2 separate regions of the Sus scrofa genome follow, and region 1 is linked to region 2. Evidence: chromatin contacts called from public HiChIP or PLAC-seq data. All regions are on one chromosome and are shown on one strand. Each heading gives the region's core, a stretch centred on a gene start, on an enhancer-like site or on the middle of the called end of the contact. The rest is flanking DNA. Distances are from core to core; before and after follow the strand shown.

What was found. HiChIP or PLAC-seq counts read pairs in DNA pulled down with a chosen protein or histone mark.
Region 1: a contact with region 2 is called in an H3K27ac HiChIP or PLAC-seq map of alveolar macrophages. The contact joins the enhancer-like site here to the promoter of TEC in region 2. A contact is called at or near these places in 8 of 47 Hi-C or Micro-C datasets (alveolar macrophages, blood, embryonic fibroblasts and 3 more) and 1 of 2 datasets of contacts at active chromatin or transcription factors (alveolar macrophages).

The regions. Positions count from the first base shown.
Region 1 is chr8:38,057,074-38,059,813 of Sscrofa11.1, forward strand. TEC (tyrosine-protein kinase Tec) reads right to left here. Exons shown (of 18, transcript XM_013978657.2): 13 at 2,594-2,740; 14 at 2,252-2,468. Among named protein-coding and RNA genes, the nearest start is that of TXK, 11 kb to the left of the region's middle. Within about 2 kb of position 1,293, at least 8 of the 83 cell types and tissues checked have an H3K27ac peak or open chromatin away from gene starts, as enhancers often do. A contact at or near this core is called in alveolar macrophages and embryonic fibroblasts, where this site is marked.
Region 2 is chr8:38,180,897-38,183,634 of Sscrofa11.1, forward strand. It overlaps TEC (tyrosine-protein kinase Tec), which reads right to left and starts at 1,363. Exons shown (of 18, transcript XM_013978657.2): 1 at 1,084-1,363.

The sequences.
Region 1 (2,740 bases), core at 43-2,542, 120 kb before region 2:
TGCAAATCAAAACCACAATGAGCCACAAAACCTCACACCTGTTAGAATGGCTACCAACAAAAAAACACAAGACGACAAACGACAAACGTCGTCAAGAAAGCAAAGGTAGAGAAAAAGGAACTCTTGTATACTGTTGGTGGAAATGTAAATTAGTATAGCTACTCTGGGAAAGAGTTTGGAGGTTCCCCAAGAAATTAAAAACAGAACTATCATATGATCCGGCCGTCCCACTTCTGAGTATATATTTGGGAAGGAAACAAAATCAGTATCTTAAAAAATATCTGCACTTCCATATTCATAGCAGCATTATTCACAACAGTCAAGATATAGAAACAACGTAAGTGTCCATCGATGCGTGAACGAATAAAGCCCATGTGGTGTATATAAACCATAGATTATTACTCAACATAATAAAAAGAAAATCCTGGAGTTCCCATGGATTAACGAATCCGACTAGGAACCATGAGGTTGCGGGTTCGATCCCTGGCCTTGCTCAATGGGTTAAGGATCCGATGTTGCCATGAGCTGTGGTGTGGGTTGCAGATGCGGCTCGGATCCTGCGTTGCTGTGGCTCTGGCGTAGACCGGAAGCTACAGCTCCGATTAGACTCCAAGCCTGGGAACCTCCATATGCCGCAGGAGCTGCCCTAGAAAGGGCAAAAAGACCAAAAAAAAAAAAAAAAAAAATCCTATCAGTTGCAACAGCATGGATGAACATTATGCTAAGTGAAATAAGCCAGACAGAGAAAGACAAATACTGTATGGTATCACTTATATATGGACTCTAAGGAGAAAAAACATAGAAGTTATAGAAAGAGCGAGTATACTGGTATACTGGTGGTTGCCAGGGGCTGGGGGATAGGCAATGGAGAGATGTGGTCAAAGGGTACAAACTTTCAGTTACAGCACAAGTTCTAAGGATCTAAGGCATGGCATGATAATTATAATTAATGATAGTCCGTGGTATCCTTACACAGGACTGATGGTCTAGGAACGTACTGAAAACAGACACATTTGGGAAGCTCAGAGAAGAAAAAAAGAATGGAGGAGAAAGGGAGACAGAGTTAAGAGAGAGGAAAAATTAAGAAGTGCCTCCATGACAATAATTTAAAACAGGTAATAGAGGATTGCTTTTTCTGGTATTTTCCAGAGTTAACATGAGCCTCCATCTCTTCCCAGTGATTTGAGACTTAAAGAATAGGAAACAGAGGATTTCCCTTATAGTGTCTGCTTATAGCGTGTGAAATGGAAAAGAGGTTGGGTCAAAGGATGAATCACTTCCCCATTTGACACCACATGCAAGTCATTTTACTTTCTGATGCAATTTTCTTCTCTATTAAGGCTATGGTGGTCAGAAAATCTGTTATGACTCGCTATCTCATGGCATTCTGATAAAGGTCAAATATTCGTGTATGGTGACTTACCGGTGTAACTATTACCTATATAAGTATGCATTATTGATGTGGGTGCCTATGTAATTATATATTATAGGCATTAGATTCAATAAAGATCGTTCTGTTAAAATTCTGGGGCAAGTTAATTTTTTTTCTAAATAAATTTATTTTTTAAATAATTTTTTTTTTCTTTTTGCCTTTTTGTCTTTTTAGGGCCATACCTGCAGCATATGGAAGTTCCCAGGCTAGGGGTCAAATCAGAGCTGCAGCTACCTGCCTATGCCACAGATACAGCAATGCCAGCTCCAAGGTGCATCTATGACCTACACCACAACTTGCAGCAATGCCAGATCTTTATTCCACTGAGTGAGGCCAGGGATTGAACCCACATCCTCATGGATACTAGTCAGGTTCTTAACCTGCTGAGCCACAGCAGGAACTCCAAGGGACAAGTTAAATTTGCCACGTTTAAAAATAATGGTGGAGTTCCCGTCATGGCTCAGTGGAAACGAATCCGATTAGGAACCATGAGGTTGCAGGTTCGATCCCTGGCCTTGCTCAGTGGGTTAAGGATCCAGCGATGCTGTGAGCTGTGGTGTAGGTCGCAGACACGGCTCGGATCTGGCATTGCTTTGGCTCTGGTGTAAGTCGGCAGCTGTAGCTCCACGTGACCCTTAGCCTGGGAACCTCCATGTGCCACGGGTGTGGCTCTAGAAAGACAAGAATAAATAAATAAATAATGGTGAAATGTTGTTGAGAACAAAAACTGGGTATGAACACATCATGGCTCATTTGCTGATGACCCGGATTACAAAGGAATCGGGCTAGTGAATGGGAATGCAGGTGGCGTGCGATTACCAGGTCCCTGTGGATGAAGCTGTTTCTCTCCAGGTACTCCATCCCCTCACACACATCTTGACACATGCTCAGCAACACATCTCTACTAAAATGGCCTTGTCTCTGTCGGAGGAAATTCAGAAGGCAGCCCCTTTCCATGAACTCGGTCACGATGTAAATGGGTCGCTGCTGGGTGCATACACCATAAAGTTGTACCAGCTTCGGGTGTGTCAGTTTCCTGGGAGGGAAGTCATGCAGACACACAGTTACTGCAGGGAAAGAAACTGCCCGGGGTATGAGCAGGTTGAGGGGCCAGTGTTTAATACAAAAAGGGGAACTGAAAAAAAAAATGCAGAAACTTACATCATCACTTTAGCTTCTTCTATAAAGTCTTCCTCACACATGGCGCCTTCCCTAATAGCTTTGATGGCTACTTTGTACTGAGCTCGCCACTTGCCCAGCCTCACCACTCCAAACAGTCCACTCCCCAGCTCCCTCATAAAGGTCAGC
Region 2 (2,738 bases), core at 113-2,612:
GAGAATAAATTCTCAGAATTTCCTAACAGGAAAAATGGGCACTCTCTGGAAAAACACAGGGTATATGCTGAAAACACTTAACTATTTTGGACCAGCTTCAAACCCACTTAGCCACCAGTCATCCTGTTGTTCCGACTTAACATTGAGACCCAAGCTTCTAATCAAATATTCCAGTCTCCAAAGAATGGCAATAGATGAGGCTGTTTCTGAACCTGATACACAGCAACGTGTTATTCTTCCATGAAAACGAAACAAACAAAAAAATCAAACCAAAAGGAAATTTAGGATCCGAGGGAAAGCTCACGCTGCCGCCGCCCCCCCCACACACACCGAGTCAAGGCCCTAGCTTTTCCAATATATTTATTCACCAGACCCCTTTTTTCAAGGTTCAAACACAATTTCCCAGATGAAAAACGTAAGGCTAGTAATGTGAGGCACTTAGGATACGTGCAACTCTGGAAAGTCTCGGTGGATTCTGCCAAGCCTCGGCGGATTCAATCAAGCTGAGAGAAGGAATCAACCCCGCGGCGCAGCTGAGAAGCGAACCCAATGCCGAATTTGCCGAGGGGCGGCCTTGGTCCAGAGACCCAAGGGGAAAGGGGCGGGTGTTCCTCGGTAGAGGCCAGTGCCCGAGCCCGAGAGGCGGAGAGGCGGCGGCCGCCGGAAGGCGCGGCTACGCTGGGACGTGCACCTGTCCCTTCCTGGACCGCAGGAGCAGGGGTCCTCACCTGCCGCGGCACGTCCCCACTCACAGCGGCACAGAAGAGAGAAAATCGTTTTTAGTTCCACGTCTCTGGGTTTGTAGAAGACTCCTCTTGGCGCGTGCATCTCCGTCCCCACCCTTCCCCGCCCAGAGTCGCCCAGTCCCCGGGCCGCCCTCGTCGGTCCTCGGCGCCCTTACCTGGCTGGAGTGCGCCGGCTGCGCCGAGCCCGGGAGACGTGAGGTCTGCCAGCGCCACGGAGTCCCGAGTCCCCCCCGCCCCTGCTCTCCGACCCCGCCCCTGATATCCAGCCACGCCCCTGCCCTCCGGCCCCGCCCCTGCGCTCCCCGCCCCGCCTCTCTACCGCCCCGCCCCCGCTCACCGAGACCGGCGGCGACCTGTTCCCACCGCCCTACTGCGGGTCTGAAACAAATGGCCAGAGTGGGTCGGATACGCGCCAGGGCTCCCGCGACCCAACTGGAGTATGGGGAGAGTCGAAGAAACTTCCCTGGTGTTTCGGACGGCGCGCTGGGCCTCCTCCCCCAACCCCAGAACCGCGGTGCGAGGATGAGGACACCCCCAGGCCGGGAGAACCCCGCGCAGTGCCACCTGTGGGTGACCCGGGGCTCTGTCGGAATTAGGTACCGCACCTCCCCTTCAGCTAACTCGTGGCAAGCCAGGTGGGTGATGCGGTGCGGTGGAGCGAAGCAACAAGTTTTACTAAAAGAATAAGTCTTTTTACTGTCAAACCTGAAGCAGCAGAGCGTATCTGAAACACTTACAGGGTCACGTGGCCTCACTATTGTAGTTACACTTTATTCACTCACTGAAGGATAACAACTGCCCTTATATAAGACTTAACTTTGTGCCAGGCACTCTTCTAAATGTATTACCCGCATTAACATGTCTAATAAATTTATGTTTTATCAGAATCGCCCATTATACATAGGCTGAAAATGAGGCACAGAGAGTTAACCTGCCTAATGTCAGCTAACCAGTAAATTGAAAAGCTGGGATTCACATCCCAGAAGCCCTCCTCCTGATTCCAGGCTCTGAACCACTGCTCTCCTGACTCACCAAAATTTGAGTGTCCATCTGTCCCATGAGCTGTTAGAAGCCCGCAATAATACAAGACGAGGTCTCGGCCCTGTGGCATATGGGAGTTCCCAGGCTAGGGCTCAAATAGGAGCTGTAGCTGCCAGCCTAAGCCACAGCAACACCAGATCTAAACCGCATCTGTGACCTACATCCCAGCTGGTGGCAATGCTGGATCTTTAACCCACCGAGTGAGGCTAGGCATGGAACCCACATCCTCATGGATACTAGTCAGATTCTTAACCCACTGAGTTGCAATGGGAACTCCTGCCTTGGACGAGCTTTTAGACTAGTGGTGGGGGGGTAGTCAATCAGTCATCAATAAGCAGGTAAAAGTGAAGCCATTGCACACCTGAGAAGCATCCTGACTAATTTAAAGCAGGGTGATAGAATTGAGAGTGATGAGGAAGGAGAGATGGCTCAGAGGAGGTGACACTGTAGCTGAGAGCTAAATGGTAGGGCAAGCCGAAAGCCTGAAGATGAAGCAAAGGGAAAGGCACATACATTAAGCATCATTGTGCCTTGTGCTTACTGGAGACCTAGAATCATGTCTTCCTATGTTATCTCTCGTTTGATCATTCAGTAACCCTTAGAAGAGGTCTGATAAGATTCCATTTTCCAGAGGGGGAAAAAAAAATCTAATGAATAATGATTTGCCTAAAGTCATACAATGCATTAGAGAAAGGATTAGGGGGTAGGGGAGGGGTGGGAAGAGGGCACAGGTTTGAACCAAGGCTTTTTGATTCCAAAATCCTCTTCCACTGAGGTGAGGGCCTCAAGTATGATGACCTATCAGAATAAATCCTGTAAAATGTCCCTTTTGTGATCTTCTTTCCTCCCTGCCCCAGTCTCTTCTGCCTTCTGTTGACTAGTTGATATAATTTCCCTCAGGGCAGGTGTTCTTTGAGGGAACAGAGGTTAGGAACTTTTTTCCAAAGGTGC